2 separate regions of the Neogale vison genome follow, and region 2 is linked to region 1. A link is a contact called in public Hi-C data. All regions are on one chromosome and are shown on one strand. The core of a region is the stretch at or near the end of the contact, and the rest is flanking DNA. Distances in the headings are between cores, read along the strand shown.

The links. Hi-C and Micro-C count contacts between places; a contact is called where the count stands out from the background.
Region 2: a Hi-C map of fibroblasts shows a contact between it and region 1, with 4 times the contacts expected there. The contact joins the enhancer-like site here to the promoter of ARHGAP29 in region 1. A contact is called at or near these places in 2 of 3 Hi-C or Micro-C datasets (fibroblasts and muscle).

Annotation. Positions count from the first base shown.
Region 1 is chr2:80,539,315-80,544,137 of ASM_NN_V1, forward strand. It overlaps ARHGAP29 (rho GTPase-activating protein 29), which reads right to left and starts at 2,850. Exons shown (of 23, transcript XM_044238717.1): 1 at 2,802-2,850.
Region 2 is chr2:80,630,001-80,634,823 of ASM_NN_V1, forward strand. No RefSeq gene overlaps it. Among named protein-coding and RNA genes, the nearest start is that of ABCD3, 64 kb to the right of the region's middle. Within about 2 kb of position 2,446, the one cell type or tissue checked has open chromatin away from gene starts, as enhancers often do. A contact at or near this core is called in fibroblasts, where this site is marked.

The DNA of each region.
Region 1 (4,823 bases), core at 1,600-4,099:
GTGCTGCTTTATTAAATATTTTTGTTAATCACAAATTATTTCTGAAAATGTAATTTCTACATTTAAGCTAGTTCCAAACCTATCTAACATTAATCCTTAAATATGTAGATAAGTTCTAAAATGAGCCCAGGACAATTTTTTAGTACAATTATTATACCTAAGTCTCCCCACCAACAATAAAAACAAAACACTAAACTTATTTGGGCAGTTCTTTTACAAATCACTCATTGAGAAGACTATTCCTAACTTAACACTTTTGCAGCTTAATTAAAGTCACTCTGATTAATTTTGACAGCTTTTAGTTTAGTAAATTAGATCACTGGTCACTGTCACTGGAAAAAAGATGGTTATTAAAAATGTGTATCATAAGTTTCAAATAAAACAATTCACTTATCTAAGCAATTCACCTATTTTACCATCTTCATAGTGTCAAATTAGTAACCCAAAGTTGTAACAAGTATTTCAAAAATGCCTAAACATTTTTACTCAAGACTAAGAAAATCTATAAGCAAACAAAACGTGAACAGTGGTGGGGGGGGGAACTAGAAAGGATTATACTCTATCTCTAGTCTGCATTATTGTGAGTAATGTACTAACTTTGTTATATATACTTAACTATTTTTCCTACTGGAAATGAAAAAGGAAACACGACAGCTGAAAAAAATTTTAAATAACAAAATTAATCCAAGTTTTCAAAAAACTGAACTATAATAGAGGAAAATTTGGAGAATATACACTTTCCCAGATCATCCACACTACCTTCCTGTGTCCCAAACTCTAGTTGGTGTTAATGTAAAATGTAGTTACTAACATATTGCAACTGGCAATTTAATTAAATGAGGTAATAATATGGAAAGCACTTAACATTGTGCCTGGTTCGTTATGAAGACTCAGTAACTTAACCATTATATTAGCTGTGCTTTACTGTGAGAGATTGTTTTTTGTTAAATACACTTAGGTAATGAACAAGATGTGGCTATACCACAATATATCTGTAGATTGTGAGCAAGAAATACAACACTGGAAACAATTCCAGAAACTTAGCTGGCTTCATGGAAACCTACTAAATGGCTTCCAAGTGAAGTTTGAACCATGCAAACAGATCATTGAGCAAAATATTTGTGAAACTCTCCAAAATCTCATGCATCTCTTCCAACTCCAAACCATCAACATTAAAAATGTGTTTTATCCACTTAGCAAAGAACTTTGTAGGTAAAAGAATATTACTACACAAAACTACTTTCTCTATATGTTTTTAATTCTAAGTAATATGTGCATTAGAAATGTGAACACTAACTTCCCAATACTCTGTAACGTGACTCTCCCAAGACTTGAGTAGCCTGTGTTAATCAAACGTCCCATGCTACATGCATATCCTCCCCCAAACACATCATTATATAAGTACTTTCATTTTAGGCACTAGGCTAATTAAAGTTTTTAAAACTGCCCCAGATATCTACTTAATAGTTCCCATCTAACTATTCCTACCTCAAGAAAAATTGCCAGATATTTCAGAAATCTATTTCAGCACAATTTCTGATTTGGTAAGAATCTACTTAAAGACTCTTTTAAAAAATCAGAAAAATTAATCCTGGAGGTCTTTGATTATAGTTTTGTAAAGCTCTCCCTACAAAAACAGCACACGGGCAAGTCAAAAAGTTTTATCAATAATATGCAAATAATTGTAATTTCTAAAGAAAGGCACGCAGTGCACATACACTTCATTCCTGTGCACTTAGAACCTAGCACGTTTAAAAAAGAGGAAGCTGCCCAACCTCCCACGCCTCCAGAATGTCTAGCATTCCTGGCAGGCAGGGCTCTCTCTTGACCAGCCAAAACTACCCCATGCCAAAGAGCACGCTCCCCATCCCCGTATTTAAATACCGAGTAGGGAAACGGAGCAACCAAAAAGGGCAGCGTACATGGATAGTGCCAGAGGAGTGATACGGTCACCAAGACAGGTGGAAAAAGGGGAACGGGCGCCCAGCTCCTGCCTTTAGCAGCTAACAGTCCTGCCCGCCCCCCAACAAAGGGTGCGAGGCCAATTCCTTCTTGCCAAAGAGAGTAGAATAAGATTAACATGGAGACAAGAGGCTCAGTCACTAGGGTTCTTGAGCTCACCCATTAAAATGAAATCTAACAGTCAAGCCCCAAACACATCCACCACGCAATTGGGAAAACCAGTGACACTGAGGCCTCGGAACGAAAGAGCTCCTCCTCAGCCCAAAAGAGAGAGGCGAGGAGAACAACGCACCACGGAAATTCTAAAACGTCTCCGGAATGGAACCCAGCTGAAGTGAAGACTGCAGTCAGGACAGGTGGGAGTGGGGCGGGTCAGAGCTAAGACTGGACTCGCTAGCGGTCAAGAGCACACAGGAGCCTCAGTTTAAACCCGAACTCTGACAATTACCTGCCTGTGTGCTCCAGCAGGTTAACCTCATCTTCCCCGTGTAAAAAATAACTTAAATAATCACGGACCCGTTGCGAGGGTTAAAGAAGTTAAAATGTGGAGCAGTTTTAGAACAGTACGTGGACGGTGGGACTTGTTACTTGTTTGCTTTAATTTTAATCGTCATTTGTTTGGGGAAGGCGCTCGCGGCCGCCAGGCGCGCAGTTCGCCCCCTCAGACCGCTCCCGGACCACCAGGAGCACGGAGGACAGGAGCCCGACCCCCAGCGCAGCCCGCCGCCGCCCCGGCTCGGGGTCGCCGCATGGGCCACCCACACCCTAGACCGCAACCCGCCCGCCGAACCGCGGACCACCCCAGCCCCGAGCCCCAGCCGCCGCAGCCCCACACTCACCGCGGCGCTCCATCCTGCGTCCCGGACGCGGACGCCCGCCCAACACTCACGGCCGCGGCCGCCTCTGCCGAGGGCTGGAGCTCGCCGCCCCCATCCCCCACGACCCGCGGACGCCGGGTCAAGCCGCCACCGCCACCACCGCCGCCGCCCCAGCAGCTCCGGCCACCACCGCGCCGCCCCGTTCGCTCCGCCCCCCGGCCTCGCGCCTCCCGCCCGGCCGCGGCCCGCCCCCTGGGGCCCAGCCCATTGGCCCGCGCGCCCGAGCGGGGCGGGGCTCCGGCCTCAGGCCGCAGGTGGGGGCGGCTGCCGGCTCCAACACGCGGAGCGCGGGTTGTCAGAGGCACTCCAGCGGGCAGGCTGTCCCCAACATTGCAGGACGTGTTAGCCACAGTGTGGGGCTCGAGGCACGACAGGCGGAGCCAACCTCAGGCACGAATCGCCTGATGACTTCATCTGGCTAACAGAGGTTTCTCAAATGAGCAATCTACATTTCTTATGAGGTACTTCTTTTGATCACCTGTTCCTCCCTCATCAAGGCCTTTAAGAAAACAAAAACAAAAACAAAAACAAGACCTCATACCGGCAAAGTGTAACACAGGCCTGGCTCAACTTCCCTCTGTAGCGGGTAGTATTTCCCACTTAGACCTATATTACTTTCTTAAGCTTCTCTCTCAAAACTCACTCAGAATGAGAAAAATGTCTGAGAAGGATGGAACAATTAAGGAAAGCATCAGGGGCCCAAAGCACGTAAGCCTCCATATCATACTACACACTGGAACAAGCAACGTCCTTTGTGTCTGTGTTGGAACACTGAGAAAAACCTGATGGAGAAACAGAGGGCACATGGGGCAGGAGACTGTGGGTAATGGTGAAGACAGAAAAATTATCACCATGAGAGAAAGCAGAAAAAGACACAGGAGAGTGTGAAGAGGAAAAGGAGAAAGAGAATAGGGGTGCAGACATAGCAGGAGGCAAAATCAAGGAAGGCAGAAAAAGGTGATGACAGAGAAAACAGGAATGAGAAATAAAAAGAGAGAAGGGAGAGACTACCTACTTACAGAAAAAAATAATGAGCCTGATAAAGCCAACAAGTAGTGAGAAAAGGAGAAACTAATTGACAAAGAGAAGAGGAACATCTTTGAATCCTTACATGAAAAACAATGTTAGTGAAATAAAACAAATGTGGTCCCTCAGATGCTACTTGGGAAAGATAAATATGAAAATGCTCAGCTACTTGGCTACTTGAGCTGCAAACTGGATTTTTCAAACTCAACCTATACACATTTACCCCTTCAAACCCCAAAAACAACAGTACCAAGGACATGTCACAGATACTCCGGAAATGTCAAAACCAAACTATCCTTCTAAGCATACCTAAAAAGAAAAATGCACCATCGCAGAAGTTGATGCCTTACACAGGAACAAAATAGTAAGAGGAGAGGTCAGGAGTCCCCAGGCCAAAAGGGGACTGAATGAAGCAGTGCAACCCTGATTAAATCATAAGACTTTGGAGAAGAAATGTGAGGTACTCATGCAACCTCAAACATCCCCTTACATCTATTTTAAATGATATAAATTACTTTGTGCTATCTTATCTACCATTCCCTTAATAAGGACGATTGTGTTCCTTGTTGAGGTGGAGCTTGCAATGTCACAGACAATGTCTTGAATAAGGTCCTGTTGGGAAGAAAGGGTATGTGGGGATAAGGTAATAGGATGATAGAAACAGTAAGGAGCACACAGGAGGAAGGGAAAGAAAAAATGGAGAAAGAGAGACCAAGACGTGAGAAGGTGAGAAGCAATTGTGGAGAAGAGAGAAAGGCAGAGAGAAAAAGATGCAGAGACAAGTGCAGGCAAAAATAAGATGAGACAGTAAAGAGAAGAGAGATAAAAAGTGATAGGGAGAAAGAGATTGAGACTACCCATTGACAGAGAAAGGGAAGAGGGACACCTCTCCCAGTTCTAAGGAAGTGAAGTCATTCAGGCCCGTATGTTGTTACATGAAAAAAGATAAATATAAGA
Region 2 (4,823 bases), core at 1,196-3,695, 90 kb after region 1:
CTACCAACTGAAGGGCCAGTTGGTACCTTCCTCCCTTCCTGTGAGTCTCAGTTTGCTCAGCAGAAGAGTTACACACAACAAAGAGTTTTTGCTTCTTCCTCCTCCAGTCTGAAGTCTACATGTCTTTCATTTTCCACTGTGTCTCAGTCAAATTAACTATATATGGCTGTCATATCTCAAATTCTCAATCATCTGGATAATGAAAACATTTTTAAATTTTCCCCCATAATCCCTCATACTTTGAATGGTATCTCTAATTGGGGGTATTTTCTTATTGATGTTTGCTCAGGAAATGCCATAAGAATGATAAATGTATCCATGAAATCCCTGATTCATTTCAAAATGTACCTTGAGTGACTTATAAAAATCATGCAATAAAATTGAAACAAATGAGATAAATCAGAAGAAAAAGAAAAAGATAGTAAAATGAAGCAAGAAATAATCCCACTACAGAGAAATTCCAATCATAGGGATTCAAGCAGTTACTGTAAAGGGTCCACAGATTTGGCTCTGAGCAACAAAGGAACCAGAACAGTCATAAATATTTTATGATGTTTTGTAATACCAGGGGCTCAGGAGACTAGACACCCAAAGGAAGGGTCTCCCGTGCATCTTTTGAAGGGACACTGGTATCTTGAATAATACGTAAAGCAAGTGATTTTCCAATAGTTGTTTCTGAAAGGTCCCCCAATAATGGGTCCATGATTAAAGGAGCGAGACTGATAAAAAGCGAAGGTCAAGCAAATCTTTATTTTGCACCAAGCATCAAGAATCAAACTGACCCCGGGGGCACCTGGGTGGCTCAGTGGGTTAAGCCGCTTCCTCCGGCTCAGGTCATGATCTCAGGGTCCTGGGATGGAGTCCCGCGTCGGGCTCTATGCTCAGCGGGGAGCCTGCTTCCCTCTCTCTCTATCTCTCTCTGCCTGCCTCTCTGTCTACTTGTGATCTCTCTCTGTCAAATAAATAAATAAATAAAATATTTTAAAAAAAAAGAATCAAACTGACTGGCCAGGGCCATCTCTTACAAAGAGGCAACCTTTCTCTGCCTTACAGACTAGCTTTTAAGGGCAAACGCCATGTGGTTGGGCCTGGCCACGCACAGGTGGCCAATGAGATTGTAACACACAGAGAAAGCTGCACAATCATGCTAGGTCACACATGAGTGACCAATTGAATCAATTGAATTACAATTTACACTATAGTAGATATTTGAACTAGCCTATCACCTTGGTCAGAATTGGCACCCAAAAGGTGCCCAAAGGGCGGGGCCCATACTCCTTGGTACCTAGGGAGACAGTATGCATCCCCCCACTGATCTGGATGTCTCCACCTGGCCTGACCCACCCTTGTATTTGGGCTTTGTTACCTTGGACTGGTTTCCAGGACTTGTTTTTTTTAAGTCAGTCCCCTGGAGGGGGGGGGGGACAGGGACAGTTTAAGTTTTACTGTATAAACAACAAAGTCATTCAAAGTCATTGTTTAACTGGATGGAATCGCTCTAGCTAAATAGGCCCTTACAGTTTCCTACAATGTCACTTAAGGAGATTTAACTTAGGGCATCATAGTAAAGTGAAGTCCTCAAGAATACAGTTTCTCTTGAGGGAATGAACTGTTGTAGTTCAAATACGAAGTTCTTCAATTATCTGACTTGATCCAGGGATAAAGTCTAATATATCTGAAAGAAATGACAGATTGCTTCCTTCCATAGATGTTATTTTCTGCAACAAAGCTTTGATAAGAATCAAGCAGCAGAGAAGTCAAGGATAGATTGTGTGGCAGGGACCTAACGTGTCAAAACTTTGTGTTTCTGATTTGATGCTGGTATACACCAAAGAATTTGGCATTCATGTGTAAATAACGAGGGTTCCTAACCAGGTCCAGTATCTGCATAGACTACCTCTATAAAGAGTCAGACCAAGATGTACCCATGGGCCAGGGCCAGTTTTTCTTCAGAAAACAGACTTCATTTGCTCTAACACAGCACACGGACAGCCAAAGCCCCATGGAGCATGACTACCATGTGACATAAATAACAACCCTCCCACAAACATACATTCCACAGTTAAATATAAACTCAGTTTTCTGTTATCCTGTTTTGGTGTATTTATCCCATGCCTCCCCACCCATTAGTGCAGATAGTTGAGAACTGATCTTTAAAAACAAAATCAACCTGCAGAGAAAAAGTCATTTTGGATTCATGACTAGGGCCCTAGGCTGTGGGCTTCATGTTTGATTTGGCTGCTTCTCAATCCAGTCCTGTATAAGAGATAACCTCCTCCACCCCCCCACCCCCTCATATAGCTTCCTCTATCAGCAGGATGATTTTGTTTTTCAGAAAATATGTCCACTTGGTAAGCTGTCAAAATGAGTTGTACTCGAAGTATGCGTTATTCAGAGGGAGAGCATATTTTCAGCACTACTTGAAGTCTTCATTCCTGACAACACATTAAGAATTCAACACAGTAATCTTATTGTTTTAGCTGTTGCTTTTACCATTACTCATGCAACATGACTGGAAAAAAAACTAATGATGATTTTTCCCTCCCGCTGTATTTTGTGTGTGTGTGTGTGTGTGTGTGTGTTGTGTGTGTGAATTTTTTTAAACTTTTGGTTTGGGATGAATGCCCCTAACAATCCACCATCTGGTGTCCAAATATTTTTACAGACGTGAATCCAAATACCACAAAATCATTGCCACGGCTCAGGTTATGTGAGTCTTTTTCTGAGGCAGACTTTTTATTAAATGTGATTATTCTCGAACTCTGAGAATCTCAGCCAGGAACATTAAGATTTAGCCTTGATGACCAATATAAAAATAGATGGAAGGGAGAACTCCCCTGGAGCTAATCTCGAGACCAAAAAATGAACTTTTATTTTTGTTACCGTACACAGCAGTATACAGACTGAATCCAAGTGACAACGTCTGCTGCGGCATTCCTGCTCTAATCATCAGGAGCAGAGAAGATAAGGTGTGAGTAAGCTCTGTGGGAATCGAGTTTCAGCCCTGTCAGGTGTAATCAGAACCGTGGTCTTAAAACAAAGGCCTTCACTCCACCTCCTCGGTCAGAGGACAGTTCACTTCCCCATCCCCCCCAGACACTAAAAGGGAAAAGAAGGATCAAGTCTGTGTGTGAGAGCAAAATAAAACCAAACCGAACAACAATCACATGTCTGAGTGCTAGCTATCTCCTCCCTCTTCCCACCCTGGGATTAATGCGTCTACATTAAACATTGGATACCCCCCTTCTCTAATGTAATAATGATAATAATAGTTTTTAAAAATGAAGATTTCCTTCTTAGCCCTCTGTAAAGAAACTTGTTTTAGGGAGTCTGTGCATTATGAAGGAATTCTTAGGACACCACCATTTCCTTTTTCAGAAAAAAAAAAAAAAAAAGCGTATGTTTGCTCAAGATGTCGCCCAATTTTTTAGAGCACAGAGAAATTTGCTCTTGTCAGCGAACGTGCCACACAGAAAATTAGAATTTGTATGGCTACACTCCCTCGCAAAGTTAAAAATGAGGCCAAACAGAGCCCAAAGGATGATATATCCTCACGGCTTCGAGCTTTGCTAGTGAAAACAATCGGAATAGTCATGAAAATAATGGCAGAACTCAGCATGTCCATAGTTAGTGACGGGTAGAACTGTCCTAGAAAGACTAGATTTTGATGCTGCTGCTTTGGAAAGAAGGGGAGAGTTACCATTCCCATTTCAGTGACAGGCAAACTAAGGTATGGTGGCAATTAAGTAGCTGTGCTAGGGTCCCTGCAGGTCAGTGGGGACCTGGAGATAGGTCAGAAAGGGAGAGGAAGTGTAGACAGGGGTGATAAGGCTCTAACTAGAGGAAATTAAAACCCTGTAGTGTGGGAAAAGAACAATTAGCCGAGACAGAGGAGCAGGAAGGAATACCGAATGAATTACAATAAGAGGAAACGAGCCAGCAACAAAGGAGAAGGGATGGGAGGTGGGATGCGGCAGGCTAGGAGCTTGAGAGGAGTCAGGAGAAATGATTTAGGAAGGCTGGCTCTCTTTGCCTCTGTCAGGGCCTTATTGTTTGGTTGTAATTTAACCCCTTTAAACCTCAAATGTCACACTCTCAGGCAGCTATCTTTATTCATGAAGCTCTTCGAGACTGTTATGTGAATGTTATGAATTCCAGATGAGAATGACTTCATGATTAGTTTAGAAAAACCTGTCCTTCACCCCTAAAAAAGGGCAGAAGTCTAAGCTTGCATCAATAAGGAAAATCTTTCCATCAGAAACCCAAGAAACACTTAGAGCATGGTAGTATTAGCAAGAATGGATGGTTTAAGACCAAGAAGAAAACATTTGTGAAAATATTTTGTGAAAATGAGATTCTTTTTTTTTTCTTTTTAGTAAAAACACATAGAAGGGTTTAAAAGTAATTTCTATGACTATCCAAATTACCTAAGGAGAAGAAATTATTTATAATTAGTGAGAGGTCATGGGGAAAAGTACCGATGCTTTATGACAATAAGAATGTGCTTCTCTTTTAAGTCAATGTGTTTAGCATACATGATGATTGGCACAACTGAAAAAGATGTACTGTGAGCCCAAAACAAAATTATGTTTGACTCACTCCTAAAAATCAATTGGCAGAACGCTACAAGGAAGCACCATTTTAATCAGCCGAGAGGTTAATATCATGGGCGAAAGGCAAAGAGAAGGATGAGCTAACAGCTAGTCATTGAAGAGAAGGGAGAGTTGATTATAAAGTAGATGAGGATGCTAAATGGATTAGAAGAGCCAGCTACTATTACAAAGGGTTGATTGAAGGGGCAAAGTGGATAATGAGGCAAAGTA